Linked DNA regions of Mus musculus: region 1 is linked to region 2. The links are chromatin contacts, called in public Hi-C maps. All regions are on one chromosome and are shown on one strand. Each heading gives the region's core, a stretch centred on a gene start, on an enhancer-like site or on the middle of the called end of the contact. The rest is flanking DNA. Distances are from core to core; before and after follow the strand shown.

Region 1 (6,463 bases), core at 3,421-5,920, 91 kb before region 2:
GTTCAAAAAAATAAATAATCTATACATGCAATTCAATTTCTATAGTTGAAAAAGCTTGAGAGCATTAAGGAATTTGATAGATTAGCCTTCTGTTTCCCCTTAATCCATGGTGCAGCAATGGGCCTTGTTGCTTCCTGCCTATAAACACAGCCCTTTGGAGGATGACAGAAGAGGACTGCAGGAGTCTGAAGCTAGCCTGGGCTACTGTCTCAGTTAGATTGCTGCTGCTGAGCTAAACACCACAGAACACAGAGCAGCTTGGAGAGAGAAAAGGGTTCATTTGGTTTCCAGGCTACAGTGTATCAACAAGGGAGGCCAAGGCAGGAACCTAGGGTAGGAAGCTGGAGAGGGGCACTGAAGCCCTAGAGGAGCACTGCTTACCAGCTTGCTCCCTCTGCCTTGGAAACAGATGTAATCTTCATTTGTTTAAAATATCTTACATGCATTTGTTTCTGTGTGTACATGCCATGGTATGCAAGTGGAGGACATGATTCTATCTTTCCAGGGCTCCAGGGATCTAATGCAGGTCACCAAGATTGGCAGCAAGTGCCTTTACCCCATGAGTCACCTCTCCCCAGACTCTGTAACAGAACTTTAGCCTTGTGATTTAAAGGTAAAAGGAATTTAAAATATGACTTCCTTCCTGATCCATCAATCACCTAGCTTGGGCGTGGTCCTGGGTTTAATTCTTAGTATGTCAAATAAGTAAATGAACAGGATAGCTAAAATCACTTATTTCTTTGAGACAGTGTTCTTTGTAGTCCATGCTGACTTCAAACTCAATGTGTAGCTGGCTCTGAACTCCCGATCCTTCTGCTCTAACCTGAACTGGGATTACCACCCTGTACCACTACACTTGGCTTAAAAGAATTAGATATTTTTATTTAGCAAGCAGAGTTGCATAGTCTAAGACAGGGACACATTTGGCATGTTGACCAAATTCATTTGATTTACAGATGTTTATGTCCTTGGAAAGATTTCACTTCTCACGGTCATCAATTTGTCCATCCAGGGATCCATAATTAAATAAGAAAACAGTAAAAATTCCATATATGAAGGGGCCACATTATGTAGTGATGAGAAACATTTAACTAAACTTGTTGAGTTTGCCTTGAGTGAGTTTTTATCCAAAGTCTCCTCCCCCAGGAAAATAGTTGCATTTATTTTGATAAAAATAGCAAGGCCAATAAACTGAAGCTAAAGACTTGTAAAAGTCTTAAAACACTGAGCACTGAGTCTTAAAATAACTTAGTCTGTCAAAGTACTTGCTTAGCTTGTGAGGTACCTGGGTTGCCACCGGGGTGGGGGTGGGGTGGGGGGTGGGGAGGAGCTAGGTTAGGCATGAATGAAGAAATGAAGTCTTATATGTTCTGTATTCTTCTGAAGTCACATATATTGCAGTTTTCAAACAATAGCCTGACTTTTCTGACACACTTCCCTTTGTGGGAAGGGTTTGCGTCCTTTCCCTTTCAATCTGGTCTCTGTGACTGCTTAAGCAATATATTATTGCACAGATCACACCACCATAGGGTGCTCTTTCTGTAAATCTCTCTCTCTCTCTCTCTCTCCCTCTCTCTCTCTCTCTCTCTCTCGGCGCGTGTGCGTGCACACGTGTATACACACACACACACACACACACACACACACACACGAGCTCAATGTGTGTGAATTCAGGCAGGCATTATGGAGTTTTAGAGGACAACCTCTGGTGTTGGTCCTCACAGGGTCTCTGTTTACCTTTGGACACCAGGATGTCTCCATCTCCCATTTCATTGGAGGAATGCTGGGACTACAAAATCAAGCAGGGTACCTAGCTCCTCGCTCTTCTGGGGTATGGCGCTCTGGAGTCAGAGCCTCGTGATTGTGTGTCAAGTGCTTAATTTCCAGCCTCCCCCACCCCCTTGAGACAGAATTTTGCTGTGGGGACCAGAGTGGCCTTGAGGTTAGTATCCTCTCTTCTCCTGAGTGCCGAGGTTGCAGGGATAGGCTGCACCTGGCTCCATTCAGGGTTTGCTTAATACAGGTGAGCAGGCCCAGGAGCATTTATAGATCTAAACTGCTACTCAAAGAAAGAGGCCAAAAAGGCTTTGGGGAATCTTTAAGCTGGGAAAACTCTTCTGAATCTGCTTCTAGGCTTAGGCTTTAAGTAACTGGCAACTTCCATTTCCTCTCTCTTGGGATGCTCAGCTCTTGGCCCAGAGCCACCATGCTGTAAGGAATCCCAAGCCACCCTGTGGTGCGGCCCACATGGAGGAGAAGCACAGGCCTGCCAGCTCTGAGCGTGCACCATCCTGAGAGTGGAGCTCAGTGCAGCTCCCCTGACCCACATGACACCACAGCATGCTCTGGGCCCCACACTAGATTCTGAGCCAAATAAATGAGTCTTGTTTTAGACCACCAACCCCGGGGTACCTTAGTAATAAGTAACAAAGTAACTTAGACATAGCAGAGTGCACAGATCTTAAAGGTTCTTTTCATATGTTTATAAAACCATGTAATTGTTAACTAGGCTGCATAGAGAAGGTCCGCATCTTTCTAAGACAGTTCTCTTGACAAATAGTACCTGGACTCTGATTCTACTGATTACTACTACTACTACTACTACTACTACTACCACTACCACTACTACTTTTTTGCAAAGATGTTTCTAAACTTAAGTGAATGCAAAACACTCTCTTCAGCATACTGATGAAGTCAGTAACTGTCTCTGATGTGGAGGCCAGGAGAGTGGAAGGTCGGTGGAAGACAGGCAGACTTCAGTCTGTAGCCACTGGATAGTAGGTTGGCAGGAAGAAGCTGATCTGCTCTTAAATCTGTCAGCAAAGCCGCCTTGTAAAAAACCAAGCCCAAGAGGCAAGCGCAAGAGCATGGGCTGCTCTCTCAGTACCTGTGATCCACCTGGGATCGGAGCACCCCAGGCCCAATTTGTCCCTATCCCAAACAACAGAGGCCAATAAAGGCTTCGGGGAATCTTGAAACTGGGTGGAGAGAGGACCCCTCCCTCACTTCCCAATCTGCTTCACCAATTGCTTTACTCCAAACTGTGGGCTGATTTCCATTAATCACACTTGGCCCTAATTACCCTGGAGCAACCATTCTTCCCCTGGCCTGGAGCTGGAATTTTAAGGGGCTATTGACAAAGCAGGTCCGTGGGTCTAAACAATAGTGGTAGCTTCAGGAAAAGGCTGGGTGAGGTGTCCATCCCCGGTCCTTTCCATCTACACTATGGAAGTTCCAGGCCTGCTGGTGATCTCCCCAGGTAGGAACCTGAGTTCCTCCACTAAATAGATTTTCCTTTTGTTGTCACATTAATTTGCAACTCATTAATAGTGACAGAAGTGAGGTACTGCAACGATGTCATTTGCATATTCATGAGTGACTTATTATTAAACAAATAAGATTTTCCTATCTTCGCAGCACCCAAAGTAAGGCTGAACAGCACATTACACCGGCCCCGTGCTTTATTCTCTCTTTAATATGTTAATAGATGCAGTTGATTTCTTTAAGTAAATACGCATCTATAAAACAACACGTACTTTATAAAAAAGAAATTTAAATAATAATCCATTAGCAAAGTTGGCAACAATTTAAGAGGAACAACCCATTAATACTAACGCGTGGGAATCAATTTGCGAATTTTTAACTCGGGTGGTGGGTTGCGGACGATTGAGGGGGAGGACTGCAAGTGTTGTGTGAGCTTAAAAAAAAAAAAACATTTTAGTGAGTTTCAGGAGACAAGGACTGAGATCCTTTCCATGTTTCGGGTGCCGGCTCCCCGGAGGTGGAAAACTGTCCGAGTCTTCACCTCCACACCTGCCTTTTCCCTGCGTCCTCTGGAGATCCGAGCCGTGGGCTGACATCTAGCACGTGGCTTTCCACCGGGCCCCTAGGCTGCCCAGCAGCACAGAGTTAGGCGGGGTGGGGGTGGGGCAAGGCCTGGCGTCTAAGCGCCTCTCCTCCCGGGGCTGAGGCTGGGGCTCTCCCCTCCTGCCCTCCATCCCTCGACACCGGCTTCATCACAGCCGGTTCTTTCCAGCTAGGGTCAGGGTGGCCTCCCCCCGCGGTGTCGCGGAGCTCAGGGCCAACCGCGCACCCTTATCTCGGCCGAGTCAGACACTCGCCGCGCGGAATCTGTTGACATTTACTATTGTTCGCAGGAGTCCGGAGCGCCGGGCGGGAGCGAGCGGGCGGGCGGGCGGGGCGAGCCGAGGGAGGGCCGCAAGTGGGAGGCCTGCGCTCCACGTGTGTGCGCGCGCGCGCGTGCTCGCCGGGGGGGTGGGGAGGGCCGTCTGCCTGGAAAATAAAAGTGGCCGGCGGGCCCGGAAGCTTCCAAAGCCGGCTGAGCGGCCCACGCCGGGAATTGAAGTGGTGGCGCGCGGGGGTGGGGTGGGGGGAGGTGGGTGCAGGAAGGAAGACTGGGCAAGCGGGCCGTGGGCTCGGCGGGGGAGGGGTGGGGACAGCTCCAGCCGCACGGCCCCCGGTGACCCACAGGACACAAGTGCATTTGTGCCTAGCCGTGGTAGGGATTAAAGTGCCATACGGCCCGAGCGAGGGGGGCGAGGCGGGTAGAAAACAACCAGCGCGCACAAAGCGCGCATTGTTCCAGCCACCTCCATTATGCCGCGCTGCAGCCAAGAGCCTGTTTCGCAACTGCCGTCCCGGCGATTGGGCGCGCGCGCGTACACACACACACACACACACACACACACACACACCTCCCTGACCAAGGCAGGGTGCACTCCATCGGGACTGGGAAGGGCTGCCCGGGTGGGTTGTGAGTAATGGGGACTCGCGGGTATCTTGAAGAGCTCGGCTGAGCTCTTTATCGGTTTTCGTCCTCGTCTTCTCGGCACTTTTCGTTTTTTTCTGGCTCCTGCCCCGAGCGCACCCCGGAGCGAGGAGCTTCCCCTGGGGAGGAGGCGACGGCGGGGGTGTGAAGTGGAGAGGGCGCGCTCTCAACCGCTGTCACCCGCGGATCGCAGCCCCAGGCGCACAGCGCTCGCCTGCTCTGCTGAAGACACGTGCGCAGCAGGAACGGGGACAGCATCCTTGCTTTCCAAGGAGAGGCTCCGGGAGCACCCACTCCAAGGCTTCCTGGCACTCTGGGACTTCCCCCTGTCGGGAGCGGAAGCTGTGGAATCCCGCACAGCGCTGCCTGGCCTGCCCGGGCGTGCGTGCCAAGTGGGCCAGCTCAGTCTCCTTTACACTAACCACACAGGGCCCAGGCCCTGGCCTCCTCTCTCTGTGGCATCAAGCGCCCTGCTTAAGCACGCTGAGAGGGAATTTAAGCCTGGGCAGCAACAGAAGAAGGTTCCCTTCTCCTTTGGGTGCAGAGTAGGGGGAGGACTAGAAGCCACCCCACTTTCCAGACCCCCTGCTGAGCCCTCTTGGTGGGCAGGTGGGGATCGAAGGCGCCCAGGCTCCGCAAGCTAGCGAAGTCTGGTTTCCTTTACGTTTTACAAGCTATAAATAAACTTCCCCTTGGGCGGATGAGCGCTGCGTCCAAGGGCGGCTTCCCGCCGAATCCGGCGGGCGGTTTACGATCTGGGCCAGGAGCTGGTCTTACGGCGGCCTGAGCCTAGGGTGGGGCGATGGCTCAGGGAAAGCTCAGAGGTCGTCCAGGAGTGGTCGAGTGACCCTCCTCTTCCCTGCGGGGCTGAGGCGCCTCAGCTCTGAGGGCTGGGGGTGGAGCCAGTTGATTTATGAGCCGTCACCCCACCCCGCCCCTCCCGTTTCACTTGTTTTCCTCATCTTCTCTAGCTCAAGCCCTGTTCCCAAAGCCTCACCCCGCAACCCTGCCCAGTGAGGGTTTGGCAACACCGGGCGGCTAGAGCACTGGCCGAGGGGCCCCGGGCGAGGAAGGGGGTGCAAGGGTGTGGGTGAAGCCTTTGGTGTTTTTTCATCCCTCCCACCCCACTCCCGTACCTCCTCCCAGAGCAGGCTAGCCAGCCTAGCCGGACAAAGCTGGGTGGCCAAAAAGCCTGAGAGGCTGAGATAAAGGGCTGGCCTCTAGGGGTGGGAAAATCCCAAGCGTTTGGGGTAGATCCCTGACTTTCTCAAGGTCACCGGGCGGGGGACTGGAACCATTGGCTCATACCAGAGCAGAAGCCATTGCATCAATCAGTTAACACCTTGCAAAGGTCTCCATCTCGCCGCCTCTTTAAGGGTGTTCAGTTTCCCAAGGAAGTACATAAAAGACAGGGCAAGGAAGGCACCGTGGGTCCCAAGACTGCTTTTCGTCATCGAGGGTTTGCTCTGCTTTGATGCTCACACTCACACTGTCTAGGTGGGAGGCCTGGCCTCCAACACACACGTGAGGACGATGTCTGTATGTGGGCCTAGATAGGAAGTGAAGAGTTGGAGGTGACTCAGGTAGTTGGCTACCTTCTTTCCATCTGAGATTTAGGAGAGGTGAGTTGGGAAAGCTCAAGAGAAGGCCCTCCTTAGCCTGGAACAACATCGT
Region 2 (6,969 bases), core at 1,434-3,933:
TGTCTGAATGGGCTCCTTTAAATATACCTTGGACTTCGTCATTCCCTGCTGAGAATGCTTTGTGAGGCTCCCAGTGCCAAGGTCAAGTGGCACCTATCGAGGCCCAGTTCTCCTTGTCTTCTGTCTCAGAGTCTGTGACACCTGGTCAGTCAGGCACCTGGCAGGCCCTGCATTGCTGCCCCCACTCCCCTACAGCACTCCCTCTTTCTAGGACACTGCTCTCAGGAATTGCTTCTACCTTCCTGGACCATGCATTGTTTAGTGACAATCCATTCATGGGGTCAGTCTTTGGTCGTTTGGAGACACATATGTCCTGGCAGATGCTGCTGTGCAGTGGATTTGTTTGGACCTAGCCATGGTCAAGTGGGAAGGGGTCCTTTGTATGAGGGCCATCCCTGCCCACCTTGCTTCTCATCTGCTTCAGCATTCAACCCTATTCCTTGTCTCCAGCTGACCCTGTCCCAGCACAAAGTGTCATTTCCCACCACAGACTGTCTGCTTTCCTTCTTAGAGACATCCAAGGATGCTCTTGGCCTTCACTGGAGGGTTTTTCTCAACTGTTCTGTCCTCAGAGCTTCGGCCTCCTCAACCTTGGGCTTATCAACTCTGGAGGCCTGTGGCTATCGGCTTACTCATCCTAGTGAGCTCAACAGGTTTCAAGGTGAAAGTTTCCTGAGGCTTGTGGTCACGCAGCTTGGTGTGACTTGCAGAGGAGGCCCTTGGGTTTTCAATCCTCCGTCTCTTCTTTGTGTTGCTCAGCTCCTCTCTGGTCTGGTCCTACATAGCAGCTCCAAATACTTGTAGGTACTAAGGGCATTCATGTCAGACTCTAGCCTGGGCATCTTCCCTGTTCCTCAGGCTTATATGTCCCATTGCCTCCTTGGCCTTGCCACCTACACGTCCAACAGATATAAGAAACCTGGTGTGTCCCCACAGTTGACCCCTGTGCTGCCTTCACCATGGTGCTGGCTCCAAACCTCGGGTTGTCTTTGAGCTCGCTCTCACCCAAATTCAATTTAAAAATTTTTTCTTTTACAGTTATTTATCTTGTGTGTATGCATGTGTGAGCGTGGCATGTATGTGGAGGTCTGGGAACAACTTGCAGAAGTTGTTTTTTTCCCTTCTGCCACATGGATCCCAGGGATTCAACTCAGGTCATGAGGCTTGGCAGTAAATGCCTTTGCTCACTGAGCCATCTCGCTCCGTTCCGCACATTCAGTTCAGCTGGTATTGGCGATTCCACCTTTAGGGTAATCTCAGCCCTTCTCATACATACTCATTTGGCCCAGCCTCCACTCCCTCACCGTGAATGGCTGTAGCCCCCCACTCTCTCTCCACTGTCTCCCCACTTCTCTTTTGTTTATATCCCATTTCAGGCTTAGCATAGCACCATGGCTGATTATAAGAATCCACACCATATCATGTCACATGTTCAAAGCCCTCTGATAGCTTTTGATCTTACTTTGGGTAGCCTCAGGACCTCCTTCCTTGTGGTCTTGCAAGCATGTGCAAAATGGTGCCTGTCTGTTATGCTTCCCAGATCTTCCTGGACTAAGGTCCTTTGTGCTTTGTCTACCTGGGACTCTCTCTCTCTAGTCATTTGCAAGGCTGCCCTCTTCATTTTTTCTTTTCCTTCTCCTACCCCCATAGCTCTACCCTGCTCCTCCTTAGTGTCAGCTGAGGGATCACATGTCCTTCTTCTGGGCTGTGTTTATCGCCTGTGCTATCCCTGTTGGAGTGTATGTCTCTGGTGGAAGCAATGATTTAGCTTGCCATGTTTTCATTGGTAACTCCTTGGTGCTTGGAACAGCACCTGGCACACAGTAGGCACTTTAAAGTATTTGTAAGATAAAAGATGGATACATGGATGGGTGAATGGATGGATGGATGGAGTGGCAGCCTTCTGGCTGTCATGCAGGCAGCATCTGAAAAACCAGAATACTGTGTGGCAGGAGCCTTGCCAGTCCTAGGACTGGGTAAACAGAGCCTGAAAGCTCACTGAGAATCCACCTTGGAATTCCGTTCTTTCGGCCTCAGTCTCTGCGTGGTCCTGACACAAAGAGTAAACAGTGTGGGGACTATATACCTTGCTCCTATCCCTCAGGACCTATGCTTGCCGCCTTTTGCCTGGCTACGTTTCAGTTCATAGGCAGCAATAGTTATGCAGGACTCACTCTTGGGACTATTACTCTTGGAACATCTAGAAACCTCATGAGCTTGCAGTGCCATGCCTGTTCCAGGAGCCTTTGGCATCCTATAGAGATAAAAAAGAGACATAGCACATCTGGAGCTGGGCTTGCAGGCCTTCAAGAACACAGGCCTCAGCTGAGTGAGCATGACAGTGTCTAGATGAAGTGCTTAATGTACCCAGCGATACAGGTCCTAAATGACATGTGTGTGCAGCTTGCACACCCATAAAATAGGCCAGTGATGCAAGGTCCTTGGGAGGATTAGATATCCCTCTTAGTGGTGTCCTGCTTCCCTGGAGGATCAGGATCCTTTGTGGGGATCTGGAAGAAGCTGGTGCCTTGCTGCTAAGATCCCACAGTTCCCGCGTGTTCCCATCTGGAACTCGGCTCAGTTACACGTGTCTTGTGGCTAGCTTTGTTTTCCTGATGGGCTCCTGAGCCCTTGGCTGCCTGCAGCCATTCTGAGATTTTTCTGTGAGGTTCATTAGCATTTGCTGGCAAGCTGAGATCTCATTACCCAGCAAAGAGACTGGCAAATCCCGGGTCTCTCCTGCCCAGTGAGCGGAGAAGCAGCTGGAGGGCCAGGCTCCAGCCTTGGCCTCGAGGAACCGCTCCTGATTGCTCGCCTTCACTCATCCACAGCTGTTTGCCTGTAAATTGAAGAGCTCAGTGGACGATCCAGTTCTGACAGCTGGAGTCCATGTGCTAGGTGTGATGGCTAACTGGACCGGACCGACTGCCTCATACGCCTACAGTTCTGCTTTCCTGCCACTATGAATGGACTGATGGTCTCCCCCCAAACTGTGAGCCAAAACAAGGCCCTATCCCTTTTTGGTTGTGTCTGTTGGGTATTTTGTCACTGTACGGGGAAAAGTAAGTGTCTAACCCCTGAGCTTCCTTCCCAGCTCTCAAGTGGTCTTTAAATGTCCTGTCTCAGAGCTGGAAATAAAAGCCTCCTCCCTATTCTCTCTTTTCAAAGTGGTGCCAATCATTTTGAAGTTTGGAGACGATTCATTTGTATATCCAAGGGGCCTCCCATGTCTCTGCTAGAGTGTTTTCTGATCCTGAGTATGTATGCTGGCCTGGGGGAAATCCCAGGAAGATGTCCAGATAGGACAATATGTAATGTGCAGACACACCCAGGATCACAGCCTGTTCACTTTTGGTGGGACCACTCTAGTAGACTTTCCATAAAGATGTTCTCTGTGGTCCCTGGGGGCCTTGACCCCTAGTTACCCACAATTCTCTGCTCAGTAAAGCATCCTTTTCTAGTATCCTCCCACGCCATTTCCCTAGTCCCTCATCATGAGGTGGCAGGCTGAATCTTGTGCCCTTCTAGAACTCACATTTAGAGTCCTAAGCCCCAGAGCCCTGACATGTGATTTGACATAGGCTTCTGAAGAGGCATCAAGGAACTGGAGAGATGGCTCAGTAATGAAACAAAATTGCTGCTCTTCCAAAGGATCCAGGTTGGGTTACCAGCACCCATGCCTAAAGGCTCACAACACCTGGAACCCATGCTCCAGGCAATCACACATTTGGCTAATGTGGACACAACTCACATGCACATACTCACATGCAAACAAAAATACCTATCCGTAATTGAAAATAATGAAGGTAAATGTTTAAAGAGGCAATACACTGAAAACAAGGCCATCACAATAGACTTAATCTAATCGCATGGATAGGTTACACTGGTAGGTCCTTACTGTGTATCCAAGACTGAGAGAGGCCTGAGGCTGAGATAGCAAGGTGTCTCTGCTTATGGTGGGCTTCCCTGGCTACTCCAGCCTCTAGACGTTAAAGGAGCACTAGGCCAGGCTGTGGTGGCATATGCCTTTAATCCCAGCACTTGGGAAGCAGAATCAGGCCTATTTCTGTAAGTTTGAGGCTAGCCTGATCTATAGAGAGAGTCAGGGGCAGCCAGGGTTATTATACAGAGAAACCATATCTCAAAATACACCTCCCCCCCAAAACAAGGAACAGAGCCCTAAGAGCCCCCAGTAGCTATTAAATACCTGATAAGTCCTTGCAAGAAGAGGAGAGTAGAACTCTAAAAGAAGAAGCAAGGTTGCTTGCAGAGAGAGATGATGACAGGAAGACACAGAGAAGGTGGTCCCGTGCAAGCAGAGAGACCTTAAGAACCCAAGCCCACCCAGGTCTTCACCATGTAGTTCTAGTTTGCATAACCATGGGAGGACACTTGCCTGTTGCTTCTACCCCCAACAACATTATTTTGTTACAGTGTCCCCAAATAAGCCCCTCAATCAAAACTCTTTGGCTCAGTGTATACTCTTTATTTGTTTGTTGTGGGTTGAGAGAATGAAGCTGGAAGACACAAGACCTCCTTCCCTTTCTGCCTGCCTCTCTTCCCACAGGGTCTCCTCAACTCTGTATTCCAGGCTGGCCTCAACTCATTATATAGCCCAGACTGTGAGATGACAGATGTGAGCCACCATGCCTGGCTGAAAAGGAAAAAAAAAAAAAAAGGCCTTAAGACTCAGGGAGAAGTCAGTGTCACAGTCAGGTGTTTAAGGTGTTAAGGGCCTAGTCCCTGTTGTTGACTGTAAGAGCAGTTTGAGAGAAGGCTCGCTTGGCTTGGCTTGGCTTGGCAGTAAAGGAGATAAAGATATTAAGGCCTGGACCATGTTTAAAACCAATGTTGAATTCACCTTCTCCTATTCTGACTCGGGGCTGCCTCACCTAGAGGAACTGGGATCACGTGAAGAAGTATACACCAGGAGGTGGGTCTGGGATAATGTGCATTTACGCAGCGCACGAATACAAATGCTTTTATTCGCATGAAATTGCTTCAGAATGAAGGGCTGCTTGAAAACTGACCCCCAAATGGAGCATTTTATGTTACAAAATAAAATTGCATCCCTTCGGCTTTGAGAAAAAATGCATATTGCCCTCATCTGAAATGTGGTGATAATTATATGCCACGTTATTCATCTTGTGTCATTTCTGGTCACATTCAGCATTTGGCACAGAGGCAATTTAGGGTGTGCTGAAAACAAAGGCAGTCACGCAAAAGGCACCGGGAATATATTCTAGGCAGCCAAGGTGACTGGTACAATGTGGGAGTGTTACCCCCCCTCCCCCCGCGCTCCCCATGACACAACGGCAGTTACTGATTTCCTCCTTGTAGGAGGACCAACTTTGACTTACTTTTTAGGGAAAAGAGAAGAGAAGAAGAGAGGAAAATGAGAAAAGAAAAATGGGTTAAAGAATGAAAAGCTGTCAGAGGGGGAGCTGGGTATGTGGAGAGGGGCAGAGGAATGAGGGTCAGCTGAGGGACTTATTGCAATGGTGTGAGGATGGAAGCCACAGGCTGGGCTTGTTGTGTGTTTGGCGATAAACTAGTACCCAAACTACCAAACTTAGCAACTTAAAATAGCAAACATCTGGGGGCCCACAGAGGGGCATCCTGGGCTACGCTGAGGACCAGACTGTCTCGTGCAACTTCAATAGCAACTTCCTCTCTTCCACCTACTCTCAATGACAACTTTGTCAAGCTCATTTCCTGGTATGACAATGAATACGGCTACAGCAACAGGGTGGTGGACCTCATGGCCTACATGGCCTCCAAGGAGTAAGAAACCCTGGACCACCCACCCCAGCAAAGACTCTGAGAGCAAGAGGGAGGCCCTCGGTTGCTGAGGAGTCCCTGTCCCAACTCGGCCCCCAACACTGAGCATCTTCCTTACAATTTCCATCCCAGACCCCCATAATAACAGGAGGGGCCTAAGGAGCCCTCCCTACTCTCTTGAATACCATCAATAAAAGTTCGCTGCACCCATCAAAAGAGAAAACTAACAAACGTTGATGATCTTCTAGTTGGAAGAGTGTGAATGAAGACTGGAAACACCGGGAAGTTCGGATTCAGGGTCTCTCAAGAGATTACAGGTGAGACACTGCCCAAGGCCACAGAGAGCTGAAGTCCCTTCAGTATCTGGAGGAGCTGCCTCCGAGGCTGCTGGTAGGAGTCTTCAACATGTGTCCTTCTAGGGTGGCCCCCTGGCACCTCATGGGACTGTTGGCGAGAGGTCTCAGAAAAGTTTGCTTCCAAACTCATTCACACCACTACTGGTGTGTCTTGATCCTTGCCCGGCAGGCCTCTCCATAGGTTGCCAGTGCCAGCTGGTGACCACATTTATGCTCAAGAAAGTGATAATTGCTTGTGTTTAGCTAGTTTTGTCCTTTTGTACAGGCCAGGACCCACACCCAAGCTATGGTGCTGACCACTTTTGGTGTGGGTCTTCCTTGTGCCTCAATTAACATAAGTTAGATAATCCCTCATGAGCTCCACAGGTGTGCCTGAAGGCTCACCTCCTGGCTGATTCTAGATCCTTTGAAGTTGACAATGAATGCCGGCCATTACAGAGCCCAGGACACTCAGTCACTGTTTTTGCAAACTAATCTCAGAAGTACTCTGCAGCCATTTCTCCTCTGTTCTGTTGGTTAAAAGAGTTCTTTAGCCAGTCTAGCCTTAGAGGAGGAGGTGGGGGAAGGGAGTGGGACTATAAAGGTTGAGTACCAGAGGTAGGGGTCCTTGGACCCTCTCAGAAGCTGCCTGTCATCGTTCTTGGACAGTTTCACCATCCAGGAAGATCATAAACGAAAAACGACTTCGAGAGTGGAACTTAGAAGATCTTGTCTCTTGTCTTGATCTTTCCATTGTCTGTCTCTGTCTCACAGACTCAGTTTCCCCATCTGGGACAGAGGGCCAGTAGTGTTGACCATAGGTACAGTTAGCTGAGTGACTTCAGTTGCTAAA

The links. Hi-C and Micro-C count contacts between places; a contact is called where the count stands out from the background.
Region 1: a contact with region 2 is called in a Hi-C map of cerebral cortex, with 2.1 times the contacts expected there. The contact joins two enhancer-like sites. A contact is called at or near these places in 3 of 484 Hi-C or Micro-C datasets (the N1E-115 cell line, cerebral cortex and nephron progenitors) and 4 of 115 datasets of contacts at active chromatin or transcription factors (all in embryonic stem cells).

Annotation. Positions count from the first base shown.
Region 1 is chrX:12,004,993-12,011,455 of GRCm38.p6, reverse strand. No RefSeq gene overlaps it. Among named protein-coding and RNA genes, the nearest start is that of Gm34301, 6.1 kb to the right of the region's middle. Within about 2 kb of position 4,670, at least 320 of the 459 cell types and tissues checked have an H3K27ac peak or open chromatin away from gene starts, as enhancers often do. A contact at or near this core is called in cerebral cortex, where this site is marked.
Region 2 is chrX:11,911,910-11,918,878 of GRCm38.p6, reverse strand. It overlaps the pseudogene Gm14491. Among named protein-coding and RNA genes, the nearest start is that of Gm52427, 20 kb to the right of the region's middle. Within about 2 kb of position 2,683, at least 2 of the 459 cell types and tissues checked have an H3K27ac peak or open chromatin away from gene starts, as enhancers often do. A contact at or near this core is called in cerebral cortex, where this site is marked.